2 separate regions of the Sus scrofa genome follow, and region 2 is linked to region 1. Evidence: chromatin contacts called from public HiChIP or PLAC-seq data. All regions are on one chromosome and are shown on one strand. The core of a region is the stretch at or near the end of the contact, and the rest is flanking DNA. Distances in the headings are between cores, read along the strand shown. Region 1 has its middle 71 kb from the start of TNP1. Region 2 has its middle 310 kb from the start of TNP1.

Region 1 (5,670 bases), core at 3,082-5,581:
CAGCCAATAAAGTCCACAGCCAGCCCTTGCAGACTTCCTCTGTGCCAAGCCCTGTGCTGTGTGCTTTGCAGATATCAGCTCTTTTATTCTTTGCAACAACCTCAGAAGTAGCTGCTGTGATTGTGCCCATTTAACAGACAAGAGAAATGAAGCTCAGAGACTAAAGGGAATTTACATGGGATCCCATGGTGTTAGAGAAGTTCCCACATTGCGCTTTTAACTCCTCTACTCTCCCCAGTGCTGACATTTGGGGGAACAATCTTTCCAGGCTTGCCTCCTCCTACCGATGGGCACAGAAACTAGCTGATTGGCACTACCTAAACCAAAATCGCCCTTATAGAGTAATTCAGAGTCTGTTGGAATGTGGGCATAGGTAGAGAGTGCACAGAATAAGAAATGTAAATATCTTCTCTTTCAAGCACTTGTTTTGACACATGTTCTATGTAGCCAGTGGGACAGACTTATTTTCCTCCAGCTCCTAAGACTGACCAGCTTAGGCACCTCTTCTTAGCCTTAGTCACTCTGAGGGAGTGTTCATACATGGATGAGAAACTTAGGTATATTGGCTTCCTAGGGCTGTATCATAAATAGCCACAAAGTAGGTGGCTTAAAACACCTGAAATATATTTTCTCATGGTTCTGGAGGCCAATCTGAAATCAAAGTGTTGGATGAGAAACGCTTCCTCTGAAGGCTCCGGGGAAGAATCCATCTTTGCCTCTTCCTAGTTTGGGGGCTCCTTGGCATGTCCCTTGGCTTGTAGCTGCATCTTTCCAATCTCTACTTCCATCATCACCTGGCCTGCTTCCCTGTGTCTCTTCTGGGTCTCTGTCTCCAAATGTCTCTCCCTTTTCTATTATACAGACACTGGTCACTGGATTTAGGGCTCACCCTGATCCAAAACGACTTCATCTTAACTTGGTTGCATCTGCCAAGACCCTATTTCCAAGGAAAATCTCATCCACAGGTACTTAAGGTTAGGACTAAAGCCTGTCTTTGGGGGCAACACAATCCAATCCACTACATTGGGGATAAATGGAATGTATTGGCAAATGAAAGAGAACAAAAGCAAATTACAGCATACAAATGTGCAACACAGTTAGGCTTAGACATTTTTCTCAAAAATTGAAATTTTAACCTAAGATTATACCTGTTGCCTAATCCTTGATTCCTTCTCCCCATGTGTTGCTACCAGCCTTCTTTACCTCCAAGACACTGTCTCTATGCTTTTATAATACTACCAGGCTTGGGAGTTGGGATACTCTTAAAATTGTTTGAAAATTGTAAAGGTATGCCATCTTTGGGGCAAATATTCTGTTTTACCCAGAAAGGAAGAGCTGCCTCCTATTCCTTAGCCTGGGTTCATTTCCTAGATCAGAGCTACCTCCTTACTGGGGGTGCAAGAATGTAATGAAATGGCCTTAAAATAAAATATGAGATCCCAATGAATTATCATAAGAAACATGTATAATGGGATGCTCTGGGTTTCAGATTTACCATGGACACAGGACTTGGGATGCCCTGCCTTCTAAAAACTCTTTAAATCTGAGATAATTCTTCCAATGTTAGTAAGGACTCTTGGAGATAAGATTGAAAATACACTGTCAATAAGTTTTTTCCCAGAGGGTGTCTTCTGGCTCATGTTACTGGGTATTCTAAGGAGTGGTCTAGCTTCAGGTATAGTTGAACCCACGAGTTCACTGACATCATCAAAACTAACTGTCTCTCTCAGCAAAATGCCCCCAGAGCTCCAAAGATAGAGAGCGCCTAGCACACTTCAGGAGGTAACTCAATTAGCTCAACCGTGATTCTGCATTTATCACTAGCACAATCTTGTGTCCAAAGGAAAGGGATCCTCTGATCAGCAAGGATGGAGTCATTAGCCATAACAGAATAATAAGGAAGCTCTAGCTAATGTAACAACAAACTCTGGGAGTCTCAGGGGCTTGGCATAATAGAAGTTTATCTTTTAGTCATTTAAAATCCCATCAGGAGAACATTCTCAAGCACACAGGCTCAGAGAGGTCCTGCCATTTTCAACTTGCAGCTTCCAAGGTCACCAAGAGCATCAATATTCAACCAACAGACAGGGGATGAGAAACTGGACCAGTATGCAGGAGGTTCTCTGATGGACCAGACTCATATTTCATCAGTCAGAACTTAGCCACGTGCATGGAATGGAATACTGTCTGGTACATGAAGGCTGGCCGTGAGCTCAGCAGTAAAGTAAAGACATTTGTTGAATGGCTAGCCACTTATTCTGTCACAAATTGTAATGCCGGGCAGCATTATCAGAGAATGAGGAAGAGTGGCTTCCCCTAAAAAAAGGGGAGTCAGAGCAAATTAAAAAAAAATGTCCTCTGAAGTAACTCATGGGATGTTTCAGACCTGTCTGAATTTGCTGCTCATGGCTATACTTGCATCTGGCACAGACACTATTATCTACTGAGGTGAAACTAACTATCCTGATTTATAAGAATTCTTGTTATGTTTTCCTTGTATTTCATGATTTCATGGGTGGAACGTAGGAAGGGCTCAGCTGGGAGATTCTTTTGCTCCCCATGTTGGCAATTAGGGTCACTCAAGGGTATTTAGCTGGCAGGTGGGCTGGTCTGGAGGGCCAGGACAGCTCACTGTCATGTCTGGTGCCTTGATGGGGATAGCTGGAAGGCAAGGCTCAGCAAGCATCCTTTTCCTCTTTATGTAGTCCCTGGCTTCACTACGTGATCTGTGCAGCGGGCATTGGGCTTCTTCCATAGCGGCTCAAGGCTCAGAGAGTATTCTAAGAAACCCAGGAAAAAGCTCTGGGACATCTCAGAACCTAACCTCTGAAGCCCTAGGTGTCACTTCTGCCACAGTCTATTGCCAAGCAGGTCATCAGGCCAGTTGAGATTCAAGGACAGGGGAATAGACCTCCTTCTCAATGGTGGCCAGGTTCAATCAGCCACAGATCCTTTCTAGGAAGTGAATTTTTCATGTGGGGTCATGGAATTTAGGGGACTTCCTTCTTTAGCAGAGGCTATAGAATCTGAGCCTTTACTGTCCTATTTACTGCCCGCTGTCCTAGCAAGTTAGCTTCTTGAACGGCAGTTCCTGTCTGGAAGAGAGCCTCCTGAAGAAGGAATCTAGACTCTGGAGAGTGAAATCAGTGTTCCAATCTTCAACCCACAGGAGAGAACAAAAGAATCCCTCATGGAGGGTAATAGATAGGGAGGGACCTGTTCCTGGGAGTGGTATCTGGCTAAAGTTAGTATAGCTGGATCTATAACCCTATGACATATGAACTGTAATTATGCTCACTTTATAAAATGAGAACCGAGGCACAAGGAGTTGAATAACTTGCCCGGCTCATACTGCCCAAAAATGAGGAGACTGTACTCAGCTCCAGGCAGTCTGGTTCCAGAGGCCATGGGACACCAGCGAAATGCTAAAAGTAGTAATTGCTTTTGTAACACTATGAGTCTCATGATTTACTGTCACTTCTATCATCATGAGTCTACCATCATTATTACCAAGTTGACTTATTTTCTGTAGGAAATCAAATATACCTCTGTGAGTCTGTAAATGTCTGTGCTAACAATTTTTCTCATCAGCTACATCTTTCAGTTACAGTGACACCCATTCATCTCCCAGGGTGCCCTAGGGCTCATATGCTAATTAAGTCAAATAAGTCTGGCTTACCTTATGACCACACTACTGCAAACCTGGATTGTTGATGTCAAGTCAAGTGAATAGTCCTACTGAGGAGCCAGTAGCTGTGTGAAGCAGCAGGAAGCACCTTAATGTGGAAATCTGAGGTCTGAGTTTTCTTCTGAGTCAGCAGGGACTAGAAAGCCAGACTTTCCCAAGGAAAAATCTGCTGTGGGATTCCCGTCAAGGCCTCCCGTCTCCCCTAATCCCACATCCTGACCCCTTGCTCCTTGCTGCATGCACTTTGCGTCGGCTCTCCTAAGCCATTTGTCTTCTGAGCAGAGACAGAAAGCCCCCAGGGAAAAAATAGCTGGAGTCTTCTGGGTATTTTCTAGGGTTGGGTGGTTGAGGTTGTTTGGCAGAGGTGAGCACTATGGCCCTGGCGTCACGTAGGATCTGTTTACAGCCCTCTGGCAGTCTCCGTCTTCCTGCAGGGATGGCAGATGGCCTGTGTTTTTAATAATTAAAAAAAAAGTCAGAGGGAAATCAGGCTCAGCAGGAGGAATTTGGAACCATCCAAGCAGCACAATTGAGCTGTGAATTTGTTTGGAAATTGTACATAGTGTCTTCCCATTGAGCATGCCTCCAGCCTCAGCACTTCCAGGAATCCATGAGCACCCATGTAATGATTTTCATCAGCAGGGCTCAGTCAGGGGTGTTGGGTGAATGGGAGCCACTGGCAGTCCCAGGCTACCCTGTACTAGTAGGACTGTACCTCCCAAAGGCCATGGCCAATGATATGTGAAACCTTCATCCCTGCTCTTCCCCCCACCCCCTTAACTTCACCACAGCCCTAGGAGGCAGAGATCCCAAGTGATTATGTAAATCAGCCTTCAAGACTGCCTTTGGATGGTTTAGTGAAAAAGAAGAAATAACCAGCTTTAACAAGAAGAATAAAGGCCTCTAAGACATGGTGGTGGAGGTCCTACGCTCTGATGGGTTATATCGTGGGATGTGGAACTAACTGTTCACCTCATTGGCTCTCCATTTGGTGGAGGCCCAGAGGAGCAGAGAAGGAAGAGTCAAGCTGGAAGTTCAGAGCCATAAGTTCCAATCTTGGCCTGATACCTCCAGCCTGATGATTTTCCTTTTCTGGGTTTTTGTTACTTTATTTGTAAGACTGAGTTCTACACTTGGAATAGGTTGGAGAAGTAATCATTCTTGTATATGACTTGATTCCCTGGAAAAGTACAGACAGATCTCAGAGGCAAAGACAACTGTATGCCACAGGGAAGTGACTAGAGAAATTGGGAAATTGCTTTGGAAAGACCATTGACAATAAATAAACTTGGGCAGCATGGAATATGTTGAGTGGGCCCAGATATGGAGCCCCAAGGACATCCTTTTATTCTGAATGGACCACTAAAGAGATGGGGTCCCAGAGAACATTGACCACACTCCCTGACCCCCATCAGCATCCTCCTTCCCTTGCCTGATGCTGAATCTGAGTCTTCTAGAAGCAGGCTTGACAGTGAGTTGTGCCTGAGCAGAGCCGTGGTCCATACAATGTCTGATATGTCCAGCTGAAGATCACATCTCAGGGTCTCTGGTCCTGGCAGGAAGGGCTTGGAATGGACATTCAGGGCCTGAAGGAGGAAAGAAAGCTATCCCGTGTTGTTCCCCACTCCCTCTTGCCTGGTCAATACTGAGTCCCACTAACCAGCTGCCACCAAGGGCGAGTCAGCCCAGCAGATGGTATGAGGCCGAGAGAGGATCCCGTTAGCCAGCAGCACAGACATGACAACGACTGTGCATGTGGGGGGCTCTGCTCCAAGTCTCTTGCTCTCTCCCTCTCCTCCCTCCATCTCTGTATTATTCAAGCAGCTTCCGGCTCATCTGCCCTTCCTCTCCCCAGAGCCTCCCTCCTCTTGCCTCCCCATCATGCCTTCTTTAACCCTCACTCTCTGTACCTTATTCTCTCTCAGCCTTTGCAGTGTTTGGCAAAGAAAGAGGGAGGGGCTGCTGTTATAGATGAGATCCTT
Region 2 (6,291 bases), core at 2,859-5,358, 240 kb after region 1:
TGCAATAGTCCTCATGCCCTCCTCATGCCTGCTATGTTGGAGTTACTCCATATATATATTTTTGAAAGAGTAATGAGAGATTTTTTCCTAGCAGGAATGTGGTTCATCTTTGATAGGCTCAGATACTGACTCTGAGTTGATATAATCCCCCCCTCCACCTGGCTACCACAACTCTTGCCCAGAACTTGGGGTAACTCAAATATCAGAAGCCCAAGAGAAGAAAGGTGGGGCCATAAACATCTGGCCATGATGGAGAAGGAAAGCTTTCCTAGAGCTGTTATGTAAAAGACTCATTCTTCTCCCTCTTCCTGTGAATATATCATCCTTTGTGCAGTTTATCACGCCAGACCACCAGATTCTTCATTGGTCTCCATTCTGCCATGTATCCTTCCTTCAATCCACCCTACTGCTGCCCTCAGATCCATTACTGTATTCATGATCACCCTCATCTTTTTGAATTGGGCAGGTCCTCCCTTTTGCTTACAGCTTTGGGTCCAGATCTTATGCTATGTTCTTGAGCTTTCTCAGTCTTATCCCTTTTTCCCTTTCAGAGTCAGCCCCAGTATCTTCCCACCTCAGTTCCATTCTGCTTTTTGCACATATTCCCTGTATCCCTGCTTTTGAGACTATTTCTTCTGTCCTTCCAGAATGTTCCTTTTCTCCTTCTGCCAATCCAAATACACTCCAGATCTCAAATCTTAATCACACATCATCCAAGAACTCGCCCACCAATTACTACACCAGTTACCGCACTTAACTTCATACCGGTGTTTTCCTGCTATTAATAACTTGTCTACCTTGAGTTACCTACATGGTTTAGCCTGTAGCTAGTCTTTGAATGTATCACATAATAACAGTAATAACTGCAACTACAATTACAATTCATCTAGCTTCTATTATGTTGTAGACATAGTAATATGAGTATGTAGTACTCGTATTAATCATGCAAGGTAGGAATTATTATTCCTATTTTGTAGATTAAGAAACTAAAGCTCATAGAGGTTAAATAGTTTGTCCCAGATCATATTGTTAGTAAATATTAGAGCTAAGATTCAATTCCAGTGTACCTGATTATGCTGGGTTGTTGTGGATTTTTGTCTTATACATGCAGACTCTTGGGAGATTTAGCAAAATATGTGCATTCAGTAGGTACTCAATAAATACTTGCAGGTTGCTGAAACAGCCAGGATGATACAGCTTGATTTAAATTTGTCCTGACAAAGCCTCACCTCTCATGAATGATGAGGGGAGGAATAAAACATTCGCTGTACCTTCACCTCTCCCTTTCCTTTGTACCAAAAGAGATAATGGCTGAAGAAGAATGAGATAAAGCCTGTTTCAGGGCTCAAAAGAGGCAGGTGTGTTCCCTAGGATCAACTCTGTTTCCTTCCAAAGAGCCTTCCTTTCAAAGATTCTGCATTTTCCCTCCCCTGGCCATCTCCAGCATCCAGATCAGCTGCGTCATTGCCACCTCAGGTTGAGAGCTTTCCAGGCAGCCCTGGGCTTGCTGAAGGCACCAGTAACATACTTCTGGACTCCAGGCCAGGAGGTCCAAGGCACACAGCTGACTGAAAGGAGAGTAGGGCAGAGCCTGCCAGGGTGTGCCAGAGCTGCCATTCCCCAGCAGGCTTTAGCTCCATGTCCTAAGGTTGCCGAAGAAGCTGACACCTGTCAGCTCCCTTCTCTGCATTGTGCCAGACACCATGTGAGACACTTCAAATATCCTGTCTCTTCAAAATCCTTACCACAACCCCACTGACTTATCTGTGAAATGGGCATATTAGGTTGCATCTCACCCAAAAGTTGTTCAGTCTAGAGGAAAGACTCTGATATAGGCCCATCTGTCTTCAATAGTCCATCATGGGTTTTCTAATATACCATGGCATCTATCTGTCTTGGGAACCAGGAGACCTAAGTCTACTCTAGCTCAGCACACCATACATCTAAGGAGAATTCAAAGTCTCCATCAAACACACATGAAAATCGACCCCCTCTACCTTCTAATCTTTCCCATTTCACAGATCACTTTTTTTTGGGGGGGGATTATCATTTTATTGCTTTGACAGTCTAAGGATGCCACAGCAGGCTGATGCCTTAAAGACTATACCCCCTTTGGTGGAGAATAGGAAATGGTTTTATAGTTTGGAAGTAGAAAATAGGGCCACAGATAAGGATCTATGTTGAGTCGAGCTTGTATTGTTTTTCAAAACTGATGTTTAGTGGTCCCATGACTGGTTCTGGTAGTCTTCCTTCTTTCTGAAATGAAGAATGTTTCATCAAGTAGTTAACATCTTCCATTCACTGGGGGTTTTAGTTCTGCAGGAGAGCTCAAAGATATTGTTATGTATATTCCTTGAGGAGGAACCAGGTTCATTTTTGAATCTGGTGTCATCATATGCAAATGCATCAGACATCTGATGGGAACAAGAAATGGAAGAAATTACTGTTAACTTTCTGTTTATGCATCTGCACATCTACATCTCTCTCCTTCCACTACCTGAAGATATTTGAGGTAGAAACTCTGGTGTATACACTACCCATGGCCCTCCCTCCACTGCCTACAAGTCCCTAATAGCTTGAGGCATAGGGGGAGCTCAATAAATACTAAAGCTGTGCCTGCTCAGAATCTGATAGGATGCTAGAATTTTTTCAGACTAACCTCTCTCCTTGGAAATCAAAGCTCATATCAGGCAGGCTGGGATCAGAGGTCTTTGCTTGCTGTTTCTTAGCTAAGAACTCTCTATAAAACCACATTTATCTGTAGACTTTTCCAAACAGCAGAAGCCAAGGATGTAAAAGGAGGAATCTAATTTCGGGTATGAGCTGGTATCTTACTGAGTTAGTAGATCCTTCATTTTATAAATTTGTATGTTTTTTACTAAAATTTTGTAATACTTTATAAATTAGTGCCAGTTAAGATGTCTAAGGAATTTGTAAGGGGGCCAAATAAAACCAGATACCCTGATCTTTTTTGTTTTAAATTCTAACATATTTAGGCCTTAGAGGGAATTGAAGATTCAAGTTATTTAGGGTCTGACATGACAATGCTCATATTTCAAACCCTAGAGCACATTTTAACATTATTACATATTTTTGCATTATTTCATTTGCTCTTTTCCAAAATGCTGTAAGCTAGGCAGGACATGGATTATCTCCATTTTACTGATCAACACCCCAGGGCTCAGACAGTGATGCAGCTGTCAACCCATGGCAGACCTCTCCCCTGATTTCCAGTCCAGGTCATCTGGCGGGTGGAGTAGGCTGGTGGGAGGTGGTGGTTGTGGTGGGGTTTTGGAGGGCAAGCCAGGCGTGAGTTACACTGGAGAAATTGTGGGGGTCCTGCAGTGTGAGTGCTACTGGCTGAGCAGGACCCCTACTCTGCTCCACATCGCAGAGCCCCTTTGTCCCAGTCTGCTTGCCTGCTTTGAGTACCAGCCCAGAAGAGCTCTGCTGGCTTCTGAGCTGGCCCGTTTTATCGGTAGGGAGTAGGTGCCAGAGTTTTCTGCTGGTGGCTGCTCTTTCTCAGCACTCTCCTGTGCTATCATATTTTCTCAGCTTGTTCTTAAAGTCATCTTCCTAACCCTTCCAGTCCTCGCTGACCCTTTCTAAGGTCACTGAAAGTGAGTTCACTAAGGACGCCAACATTGCCTTGCCGGTACATCTCTCTGGAGACGCACCCATCTCATTTCCTCCTCTGGAAAAGACTCAACCCAGTCCCTTCAGCACCTTTCCTGCCCCTTCATACTCCCATTCTTAGCTCATGGACCTCACCAGCATAGTCAAGACTATCTAGTCACCATAACTTCATATCCCAGTTCTATAACCAAATGAGCTCTGTAGATTGACTTAGTCCATACCCATACTCTCTTCCATTTTATCAGTGTCTCAGAGATATTAAGGGATTCTTGCCAAAGTTCTAACAGCCAGTCAATGGTCAAGCTAGTAGAGAACCCCTCATTTCCCACATTAGTTCTATTCTCTTGACCCACCGCTGCCTCGTCATCTTCTCTCCCTACTTTTGTTCATGTTCTCACTCTCTCTTAGTGGGACTTCAGTGAAATCCTCCTAAGGCTCTATCCTCTGCTCCTAGATAGTGTTGCTTTATTCCTGTACAGCTTTTGCCATGAAGTCACCTTCCTGAAAAGGAAGGATGAAAGAGAGAATCAGGCGGCCACGGGGAAGAAGACGATCATTTTATAGAACACGTGGGAACATGAGGGGTGAGTGAAATATGACAGTCAAAGAAAAAAGATTGTGGGAAAGTAAATTCATGACCCCACATATATTTCTACCTTCTCTCATGTTTACCGTCTTTCAGTGTATCCCACTGGGAAGTGACCAGACCAGATGTGAGAAAATATGGATCATTTCATATCAAACTTCTTAGTCTCATGCTGAGGATTCCAGGATAAAGTTTATGTACCTCAGCCTAACTTACAAGCTCCCCCACCATCCTGTCCCTGTGTATCTTCAGCTCCATTTCATTCCAATTCCCAGCACGTGTCTTATGCACCAACCATGCCACCCTCTTTGTGAAATGCTTTGTGTCTCCTGGGGATGGGCTTCCAATGCCTTTGCATGTTTCCTTCTCTGCCTGGAATGCCTTTCCCGGTATCTTCCTTGTAAAAAATTCCCATTTAAAATTTTCTCTGGCATCACAGCTTCCCTGAAGCTTCCACCTACAGAGTGAATTATATAAACTTCTCTAGCTTTTAAGTGTATATGTTTCACATATAGCATTTCATCACACTGCATTTTGTGAAGTGTTGGCTTGTTTTTCTCATTGTACTATAAGCACATTGAAGGCAGAATTTGAATCTTCTTTTTTCTTTTTTAGATCCCCACCATCCCCCCACCAAAGGTGGCTAATATTCAGAACTCCGTATATGTTGCTATGTGACCAACTGGCTAAGCAGTGTTATGAAGGCTTCACATTAGAGAATTTGGGAGAATCCACTGAAGGAAGTAAATTCACTCATGGCCAAAGTTTTCACCACTATCCTATTAAGAATATCCTATTAACTACTAACCTGGTTAACACAACAAGTACAAATGACTTATATCATTCCAGTGTGGTTTCTATTAATCAATTTAGGAATCACTGTTTGTATATAAATGTATAAATTTTGTATAATTTGAGTAAGTGATATTTATTATTGTAGACAATATATAGGTGTTTTTCATTGAGTTATTGCAACTACCTTGCAAGGTGAAAATAATAAATCCTTATTTTACAGATGGAGAAACTGAGGCTCAGAAAATAAAACCGATTTTTAAAAGAGGCAAATGAATACAAAGAAGCAACTAATCATTGTATCCAAGACTCTGGTGCTCTAAATGAACAGAACAGGTTAATAGTTACTCTTACCATCATCTGTTGCCCAAAGAGGGCTTATTTCTATTTTGCTTTATATTTATATTTATATTTTGTTATTTATATGCAGCATGCTTATAGTACTTTATTAGTTATATATTATTCCCAAATGGATGTAACATTTATTGATTATAAAAGTAGCATGTCTTCACTGTGCAACATCCTAACAATACGGAAAAGTGTAAAGAAGGTGGCCATACATGACTATGCAATGATTTCAACACCTTGTGATAACCGTTTTAATAGTTAGAAGCCGTCCATTCGGGTCTTTTCCAGTGCACATGCACTCATCCATACATACGTTTTCCTTGAGTAGTGCCATGCCTATTTGGCAACCTTCTCTTTTTTTCTCAATATGCGATAGCTGTATTTCAACTGTTAAGGCTTTTAGATCCATATTATCATTTTTAATGGATCGTAGTATTCTAATAAATGTGTATACCATAATGGGGAATAAATGTTGTTTCCAAGATTTTTCTATTATAAACAATGTTATAACTTTTTTTTTCTTTTGTCTTTTGTCCCTTTTCAGGGCCGCACCAGCAGCACATGGAGGTTCCCAGGCTAGGGGTCTAATCGGAGCTGTTGCTTCCAGCCTATGCCAGAGCCACAGCAATGCCAGATCTGAGCCACGTCTGTGACCTATACCACAGCTCCTGGCAATGCTGGATCCTTAAACCACTGAGCGAGGCCAGGGATCGAACCCACAACCTCATGGTTCCTAGTCAGATTAGTTTCCACAGCACCATGATGGGAACTCCACTATAACTTAAAAATTGTGAAAATTCATCTATTCCTTTTTGACCAGGCTCAGAAGTAACCCTGAGAGAACATCTTAACATTTAAAATTTCTTCAGTCAGGGAGTTCCCATTGTGGCTCAGTGGTTAGCGAACCTGACCAGCATCCACAAGAACGC

What was found. HiChIP or PLAC-seq counts read pairs in DNA pulled down with a chosen protein or histone mark.
Region 2: a contact with region 1 is called in an H3K27ac HiChIP or PLAC-seq map of skeletal muscle. The contact joins two enhancer-like sites. A contact is called at or near these places in 2 of 47 Hi-C or Micro-C datasets (embryonic fibroblasts and fibroblasts) and 1 of 2 datasets of contacts at active chromatin or transcription factors (skeletal muscle).

What each region holds. Positions count from the first base shown.
Region 1 is chr15:119,106,295-119,111,964 of Sscrofa11.1, forward strand. No RefSeq gene overlaps it. Among named protein-coding and RNA genes, the nearest start is that of TNP1, 71 kb to the left of the region's middle. Within about 2 kb of position 4,332, at least 3 of the 83 cell types and tissues checked have an H3K27ac peak or open chromatin away from gene starts, as enhancers often do. A contact at or near this core is called in skeletal muscle, where this site is marked.
Region 2 is chr15:119,341,588-119,347,878 of Sscrofa11.1, forward strand. No RefSeq gene overlaps it. Among named protein-coding and RNA genes, the nearest start is that of TNP1, 310 kb to the left of the region's middle. Within about 2 kb of position 4,109, at least 1 of the 83 cell types and tissues checked has an H3K27ac peak or open chromatin away from gene starts, as enhancers often do. A contact at or near this core is called in skeletal muscle, where this site is marked.